2 separate regions of the Mus musculus genome follow, and region 2 is linked to region 1. A link is a contact called in public HiChIP or PLAC-seq data. All regions are on one chromosome and are shown on one strand. The core of a region is the stretch at or near the end of the contact, and the rest is flanking DNA. Distances in the headings are between cores, read along the strand shown. Region 1 overlaps Adgrd1 (adhesion G protein-coupled receptor D1). Region 2 overlaps Sumf2 (sulfatase modifying factor 2).

Region 1 (4,484 bases), core at 9-2,508:
GCTGTCAGATAAGAGTAGGCACCCAACAATGTGACAGACGAGGCTGGGAGGCTGGAGGAATCCCAATATCAGCACCTGTGGGTGATACCCAGCACTGTGGGTGGTTTTTCCGTTGTGACAGTGAAGCCAGGTCATCTACCTGGAACCACTGGCAAAGACTAGGTGGCATATCTCTGCATCTGCCTGAGTTCTAAAAGCTAGGACAGAAACCAGAGTGTGCGGCACGGCAGAGTGATGGAATCTCCATCACTCGGCTTCAGGATGACTTGTGGCTCTGGTGACCCCAGTGCCTGCTGCAGGAAGGAGTCTGGGAAAAAGAGAAAGCACCTAAGCAGAGACACACTCCACTGACACCAAGTAATCTTAAAAAACTCCAATGCATGTGGGGCTGGGGAGATGGCTCAGCAGGTAAAGTTGCTTGCTGCTCAGCCTGACAATTTGAGTTCCATCCCTGGGACCCACTTGGTGGAAACAAAGAAACAACTCCCGAAAGTTGTTTCTTTGTTTCTGCACTCCACAGGTGAGCCAGGACACAGAAATCCCCCCCCCCCCCATAGATAAATAAAACGAGGATCCATTTTGCAAAGAAGCCAGATAAACAAAGAACACACCAGATCCTTGACAGCACTCGGCTCCCCTCTGCAGTGATTTCTGTGTGAATAAATCTCCCAGAGACCAGTTTGCTTTTGTAGAGACGGTGAAAATAATTAGCCAAGGAAACAGATCTCGGGTACATTGTAATTCCCGCCACGTAACCCTCTGTGTGCATTAGACATCTGTAAAGCTAGACCCAGACCTAGGGAAGTGGGCGGATTTTTCTCCTTTTGTTTTGACCCCCATTAGCATCGTTACAATATAGCTTCTCTGGGACTTAACAATAGCGCTGTCTTAGCTTCTGTCTCTTGCAGTTTCTCTATTGTCCAGTCTTAGAACAAGTAAGTGAGCCTCCTCTGCAGGACTGGTGACTTGCCCCTGAGCCATCATCTAGGCACAGCAAGGAGACTTTGGCTTGGTGGGGAAGCCGTGGGGGCTTCAGCCTAGGAGGAGTGTGGAGAAACAGGGCACAGCTGGAGCTCTACCACAGAGACTCCGGCTGCTGCGTTCCAGCTCAGTGCGGTGAGTCTCCCAGGCCCAATGAACTCTAAGCCTTGGGCCTGATACCTGCCCCCGCCCAAAACTGACTAGGTATCAGGAATAGGGTGTTTCCCCTGCAGTGGCAGCTCCTACTGTGTGCTGCATGCCACACCTACACACAGGAACGAATGTACAGATCCGGCCTCAAAGAAACATCAATGACTCAAGGAGGACATAGGTGTCCTGAGGGAGGGACTTGGAGGGCAAGCCTCACCAGCTCCTTCGGGAGTGATGAGAGTTTCAGGAACCTGGAGAGCAGAAGGAACCTCAGGTGTCAAAGCACCTAGGCGAGAAAGGTGGGGTGGGGGTGGGGACCGGATGGGAGCCATCCATGCTGTGTGTGGGCCCTGGGAAGGCTTGTCCTCACCCCACCAGGGTATTAGGGAAGCTGGGGAGGGTTCACAGCAGATAGAGAGGCAACTGAATCTACCTCTTGCAGAACCTTGGTCTAGCCTGGGAGGGAGGATCACAAGACTATTGTAGCTTCTCAAGGTCAAAGAGGAGGCTCCGGAACAAACAGGCAAAGAACACCTCCGTGCTTAGTCTGGGTGGGGGCCGGAAGTGGAAACATAGGGGTCCAGGAACAGTTTAGTGTTGTCAAGGCCAGATAGTGAAGCAAGAGGCTCAGGTAAAAAAAAAAAATCACTGTTCTCGGAGCTCAGGTGGCATGTCTGGGCTCACCCTGACCCGTTGTGTGCCCATGTGACTCAGGGTCAGAGAGCTGTGTGCAAAGTCTTCTTTCATTCATTTATTCAGTCGGCATACTGGTAGAGCCCTAGAGGTTGTATTCTTCCTCTTTTGTCCTTCTCCCCTCCAGGACCCCATCCTTACCTGGCTCTTTTTTTTTTTTTTAAAGATTTATTTATTGGTTATATGTAAGTACACTGTAGCTGTCTTCATACACTCCAGAAGAGGGAGTCAGATCTTGTTACGGATGGTTGTGAGCCACCATGTGGTTGCTGGGATTTGAACTCCTGACCTTCGGAAGAGCAGTCGGGTGCTCTTACCCACTGAGCCATCTCACCAGCCCCTCTTTTTTTTTTTAAACCAGAGAAGACAGATAGGGAATAAAGGTAGCAGGGATGATAGGGTGTGGCTGTGCTGTATGGCTGGCTCTTGGAGGATGATTGGGCTGTGGGACAGAATCTGGGATGGTGGTAACCATGCAGGTGCCTGTAGGAGAACATCCCATTGGTGGAGGAAGAATGTAAGCCTAGGTCCTGACTCGGGTGGGGAAGAGCCAGGAGGAGGTTGTGGTGGCTTGAGGCTGGGAGTGTAGAGGACACAGGGAAAGGTTTTAAGCAGATGGGTGACTATTTTAAAGCACTTTGAAGATTTATTAATTTCTTATTTTTTTATATGCGTGAACGGTTTAGCTTGCAGTGTCTACAGAGGCCAGAAGACAGCGACAGAGCCCCCTGGAACTGAATGACTGGTACATGCCGTGCAGATACTGGGAACTGAACCCTGGTCCTCTGCAAGAGCAACCCATGTTCTCAGTCACTGAGCTGTCTCTCTAGCCACATTTTGAATAGTCCTCTGGGCACTAAGTTACAAGAAGGGGCAAGACTGAAAGAGGGGGCAGCTAGGAGGCTGTGGCTATCTTATCCCGGTGATAGTAAGGCCAAGGTCAGACTGGAAGATGGGAGCATGGGACTCAGATGCAGATGAAGTTGAGCCTTTCTCTCTTATGCAGCAGAGAATTGGCAGAGGGTAAGGTTGTCCCACTTGGGAGGCATAGCAAGCCACATACACCGATGCCCAGGCACACCCTGGGTTGGTCTTCCTACCTCACACAGCAGCCTTGGAAATGGGCCCAGGAAAGTTGCTATTGAATGGCTCTGGCTGGACTCTCCCTGTTCACAGTCCCAGAGACCACTGTGTTTCCCTGTGTCCCCCACTCCTCCGAGGTTCATCTCTGTTATTACCTGTCAACTCTAGCAGAAGTGTGTTCTTCTGCACCATGGGAGCTGCCTGTCCAGACACCCATCAGTGTTGAGAAGTCAGTAAGTCCTGACAACTGAGGACCAATCCCACACTGAACCTCACCATACCCTCCATCCATATAAAAGCAGGAAGCCAAGTATGCACAAGTCTACCAAGTGCATTCTAGGGCACACTCAAGCCACCCAAGTTTAAAAAAAAAAAGCAGCCCATGTAGTAATGGCTTGCCCACAAGAGACCCCAGGCAGGCCTCTGTGTAGCACTCTGACCCTACAGGGGCTTGGGGACCTATGCTGGTGACGTCTTGGTTTAACAGAGGTGAACACTGGGCAGATATACTAAGAAACTTTAGTGAATTCATGGCCTCTTCACTGGAGCAAGCGTTGGGGGAAGCCCTGACAGTATAAACCATGTCTTAGCCTTCTCTGTGCTGGCTACTGTCCCTAGACAGTGTGCTCAGCCTGTGTCACTACAACTCTTGCAAACACACGCAAGGGGCTGTTTTGAGTTCCCAGTTTTCTGTGTTCCTCCACACTAACGGGCGAGTACCCACTGCTTTGGACCTCTCTTGAGGTTCCAGATGGCAACAGCAAAGAATGCATGGCGACGAAACAAATCTGTTCACCTCATGGCCAGAAATCAAAAGAGGGAGAGAGGAGGAGAACAGAGTCCCATTATCCCCTTCAGAGACAATGCTCCCAGTGACCTAAAGAACCTAGTCCCACCATCATCTACTGTCTGCCCAACATGCAGGGGAGGAAACCAACAATGGCTCCTGAGAGCAAAAGAGTCACACGATAGCCAAGTGCCATGTAAACTCCCTTTTTGGAGACCACAAGCCACCGCAAATGAGAAAGGGTCCTGCAGAGACCCACAGAGCTGCCTTCTCTATATGGAAGCTGGGAGGTATGCACAGGAACACCAGAGTGAGCTACAAAACCCACCCGCATGTAGAATTTCCAAAGTTGGTGTCGGAACACATCATCTGGCACACATGGAGAACCTGGAAGAACACCTACTGCCTGTGGAGGGTGAAGCTGTGGATTTCTCTGCAAAGTTGCACCAGGGGTCCCCAAGCCTGGCTGGCAATGGAGGGTTTGCTCCTACCACGTGGGGGCTTCGGTAGGGCCCCGGGTATCTGTTTGTCCTCCAGGGTAAAGACAGGCTCGTGTCTGAGTCTGCAGGGAGCTTCAAAGGGCACCCTGTGGGGAGGATTCCCTATCTGTGAGTCACTATTGCCAGAGTCCAAACATTGGGAGACACTCAGGCCACTCACAGGTGCTTGGTGGCATTTCACAGGGGTGTCTGGTTAGCTGCCTGGTTCCATACAGGCGGGGCTGGAAGTAGAAAAGGGTAACTGTGCCTTCTGAGGCAGACCAAGGGTTGCCCCGCTGTGCAGTCCCCAG
Region 2 (4,134 bases), core at 427-2,926, 710 kb before region 1:
TCTTGGGTAACTTCTTCCAAGGGAGGGCCCCTGGTGTCCTGTCCTGATAGCAGCCGTTCCCGCAGAGGTTTGTGGGACTCCCAGTTATCTGGCCCCTGAAATCATACAGTGCTCCATGGACGACGGCCATCCTGGCTATGGGAAGGAGGTGGACATGTAAGTGATCTGGGGGACCTAGGGGGTTGGGGGGGAAGAGGTGGCCTGACTCCAGTGAGACTACTCCTGCATGCTTCCCCTACCCGTGAGGCTAAAGGTGACACGAGGCCCCGCCCACCCTCCAGGTGGAGCACAGGCGTCATCATGTACACTCTGCTGGCTGGCTCCCCGCCTTTCTGGCACCGGAAGCAAATGCTGATGTTGCGGATGATCATGGACGGCAAATACCAGTTTGGCTCACCAGAGTGGGATGACTACTCTGACACAGTGAAAGACTTGGTGAGAGGCCATGGCCGCCCGCTCCCCAGATGTCAAGGGACAGGAGCATGTTCCAGAGTGGAGGGATCACTGTATCTGTCTCAATAATGTTAATAAAATACCTAGCAAGGGGCTGGTGAGATGGCTCAGCAGGTAAGAGCACCCAACTGTTCTTCCGAAGGTCCTGAGTTCAAATCCCAGCAACCACATGGTGGCTCACAACCATCCCTAACAAGATCTGACTCCCTCTTCTGGTGTGTCTGAAGACAGCTACAGTGTACTTACATATAATAAATAAATAAATCTTAAAAAAAAAAAAAAACAACCTAGCAAAAACCACTGAAGGGCCAGGAAATGGTGGCACATGCCTTTAATCCCAGCACTTGGAAGACAGAGGCAGGCGGATTTCTGAGTTCGAGGCCAGCTTGGTCTACAAAGTGAGTTCCAGGACAGCCAGGGCTACACAGAGAAACCCTGTCTTGAAACGCCCCCCCCCCCAAAAAAAAAAAACCTACTTAAGGAAGGAAGGGTTTGTTTATGGCTACAGATCTGTGAGGACCATCCACAGTCAGGAAGCAGAGGGAGATTAATGTTGGGGATTAGCTAGCTCATTTTCTCTTTTCCATCCAGGGCCCCAGCCCATGAACTGGAACCACCCACATTTAGGGTGTAGCTTTTCACCTCAACCTGTGTGAACAATCCCTCACAGACAGGTCCAGAGACCTGCTTCCATTGTGGTCCTAAATCCTAGCAAGTTGGCAATCAGGACCGACACTCACCCCCCGGTGTTTTCCAGAACGCTGCCATGATATTCTCAGGTCCCTTATGTTCTCCCAGGTGTCTCGATTCTTGGTGGTGCAACCTCAGGACCGCTGCTCGGCGGAAGAGGCCTTGGCACACCCTTTCTTTCAGGAGTACGTAGTAGAAGAAGTACGGCACTTCAGCCCCCGAGGGAAGTTCAAGGTACTGAAATTTAACCTTCCCTAAGGCTCTTGGGGGAGGCTGCTGTTGGCTCCTGCTGGCACCAGGCTCTCAGAGCTTTAAGCTATGAGGGAATGCCTTGTACCCACTGTTCCAATTCAATTTCTGGTTGCAGGGGATGTCAGCTAACCGACCCTGTTACCTAAATCCCTACAGATGCTTGTAGCCTGGGAATAGGGGACATCATGAAGGGCACCCCCAAAGCCAGCTAAGGTTTCCCGACAAGCTTTGCTGCGGGCTGAGGGTTCTAAGTGCTGCCCCCTGCAGGTGATCTGTCTAACTGTGCTGGCATCAGTAAAGATCTACTACCAGTACCGTCGGGTGAAGCCGGTAACCAGGGAGATCGTCATCCGAGACCCCTACGCCCTTCGGCCGCTGCGGAGGCTCATTGACGCCTATGCTTTCCGTATCTACGGCCACTGGGTGAAGAAAGGGCAACAGCAGAACAGAGCCGCCCTCTTCGAGAACACGCCCAAGGCTGTGCTCCTCTCCTTGGCTGAGGAGGAGGACTTCTGAAGGGCAGCGGGGGCCCAGGGGAAAGCAGACAGAGGGACTTGTGAGAAGAGGATGCCCCAAGTAGCCTTCTGCAAAGGAATAGGTGGCCCTACTCTGTGCTCTCAAAGGCTTGCCTCTAGAAGCACAGGGTGTTCCCAGTAAACAGCAGTAATTACAGCTGGAGCTGGATGTGCTGTGGCATGTGCCTGTTGCCCCGAGACAGTAGGATCACGGGTTCTAGCCCAGCCCGGGAAGTCTAGTGATGCTTATTTCAAAATAAAAATGAGGCTGGGAATGTAACCCTGTGGTGAGTGTAAGGTCTCCAAATTCAACCTCTGGTACAGCTAAAATAGATAATAAATAAATAAATAATAAATCCAACGCAGCTGAGACCGTGATAGGCAGAAATGGAAGGGCATAGAGCACATGTATTCTGGGAGCTATAAGCCTTCTGGCTTCTCTACTGTGCACCTTTGTTGATGTCTATAGTTTTCTTGTTTTTTTTTTTAAGATTTATGCATTTTATGTATGTTTTAGCTGCATGCATTTTATGTAACCCACATGCATGCAGTACCTGTAGAGGTCACAAGAAGGCATCAGAAACCCTGAAACTGGAGTTGTATAGATAGCTGAGCCCACCTTGTGGGTGGTAGGAATTGAACCCCTCCTCAGCAAGAACAGGCGCTCATAACTGTCTAGCTAAAGTTATGGATATTTGAGGAAGTGAAAGCAGGAGTTCAAGGTCATTTGTGGCTACACAAGGAGCTTGAGGCTAGCCTGGGCTACATGAAACCCTATCTCAAACAACAATTATATTGTGCTTCCTGATATACATAAGAATTTATTGACCTCGGGCTGGTGTGATGGCTCAGTGGGTAAGAGTACCCGACTGCTCTTCCAAAGGTCCAGTGTTCAAGTCCCAGCAACCACATGGTGGCTCACAACCATCCGTAACGAGATCTGATGCCCTCTTCTGGTGTGTCTGAAGACAGCTACAGTGTACTTACATATAATAAATAAATAAATCTTAAAAAAAAAAAAGGATTTATTGACCTCATAAGATCCAGTTCTTCTTCAGGGACATGTCTGCAGGATACACAGAAGGCCCTACATGATTAGCTAACTCTCAGAGAAGGTTCTGGCATTTGTCTTCCTAGAGGGGCACTGACTTTGGTTCTCCCACAATGCACATCTTCACTTCATAAATCATTTGCTTTACTGGGGCTTTTAAATAGTGGGCGTGGTGTGTAATCCCAGCAGGACCCAGGAAGCTGAGGTAGGAGGATCGAGAGTTCGAGACCAGCCTTGCCACATATTGAGTATCTCGTTTCAGAGGCCAGCGAGGCTAGGTTCTGGCAGCAAGGCTTTGGCACACCTCACAAAGGAAGCATTTTCCTTCTGCAGAATTTCCCAGAAGTGAAAGCTGAACCAGCCAGGGAGAAAGCAAAAAGGGAGAGAGTTTAAAAAATGTCATCTTTTGGACACTGGAGGGTTTGGTTCCTTTGTCCTTAATACTGCACTTAAGAGACAGCCCAGCTCCCAGCCTTGGTCATCCAGGTCCTCATCTTCCAGGCTACTGCAGTCCCTTCTTGCAGTCCGAGTGTTCTTTGTGTCTGTCAGAGGGGAGGGGCTCAAAAGGCCACCCTCAGACGCATGAGCTTGGTAGCCAGCTGCCTCTGGAACATGGTCACGGAGGTACAGTGCTGAGAGGGTGCTTCGGAGATCTCGGTCTGGCTGCTCACAGGTCCTCCTTCGGTCGGCCTGCACTGGAGGCGCAGCGGAAGCCCAGGTTGTCTGAGGCTGAGTCTGGAGTGTTTCCCATCCTGGATGGAGAAGGAAGAGAGGTGCATACTGCTGGGGGTGGGGATCTGTCGAGAAGAGAGGAGCTGTAGTGGTCTGAATGAGAATGGCCTGAATGCTTAGTCATCAGGGAGTGGAACTGTTTTAGAAGGGTTGGGAGGTGTGGCCTTGTTGGAGGAACTATCACAAGGGATTAGCTTTGAGGTTTCAAAAACCCATGAGAGGCCCAGGCAGGGTCTCTGACTGCCTGCTGCCTGTGGGTCAGGATGTGAAGCTCGCAAGTACCCCTCCAGCTCCACCATGTTCTGCTTCCTACCATGATGGCCATGGACTAGCCCTCTGAAACTGTAAGCAATCCCATTAAATGCTTGCTTTCGTAAGAGTTGCCTTGGTCGTGGCGTCTTTTCACAGCAACTGAATCATAACCAACATGATTGGTCTGAG

The links. HiChIP or PLAC-seq counts read pairs in DNA pulled down with a chosen protein or histone mark.
Region 2: a contact with region 1 is called in an H3K27ac HiChIP or PLAC-seq map of embryonic stem cells, with 2.9 times the contacts expected there. The contact joins two enhancer-like sites. A contact is called at or near these places in 2 of 115 datasets of contacts at active chromatin or transcription factors (both in embryonic stem cells) and 1 of 9 other capture datasets (embryonic stem cells).

What each region holds. Positions count from the first base shown.
Region 1 is chr5:129,152,510-129,156,993 of GRCm38.p6, reverse strand. All of the region lies in intron 13 of Adgrd1 (adhesion G protein-coupled receptor D1), which reads right to left. Among named protein-coding and RNA genes, the nearest start is that of Gm46923, 38 kb to the right of the region's middle. Within about 2 kb of position 1,258, at least 35 of the 459 cell types and tissues checked have an H3K27ac peak or open chromatin away from gene starts, as enhancers often do. A contact at or near this core is called in embryonic stem cells, where this site is marked.
Region 2 is chr5:129,862,218-129,866,351 of GRCm38.p6, reverse strand. It overlaps Sumf2 (sulfatase modifying factor 2), which reads right to left. Exons shown (of 9, transcript NM_026445.2): 9 at 2,401-3,713. The coding sequence ends at 3,629. Phkg1 (phosphorylase kinase gamma 1) reads left to right here. Exons shown (of 10, transcript NM_011079.3): 7 at 66-156; 8 at 282-435; 9 at 1,252-1,377; 10 at 1,663-2,921. The coding sequence ends at 1,911. Among named protein-coding and RNA genes, the nearest start is that of Phkg1, 15 kb to the left of the region's middle. Within about 2 kb of position 1,676, at least 35 of the 459 cell types and tissues checked have an H3K27ac peak or open chromatin away from gene starts, as enhancers often do. A contact at or near this core is called in embryonic stem cells, where this site is marked.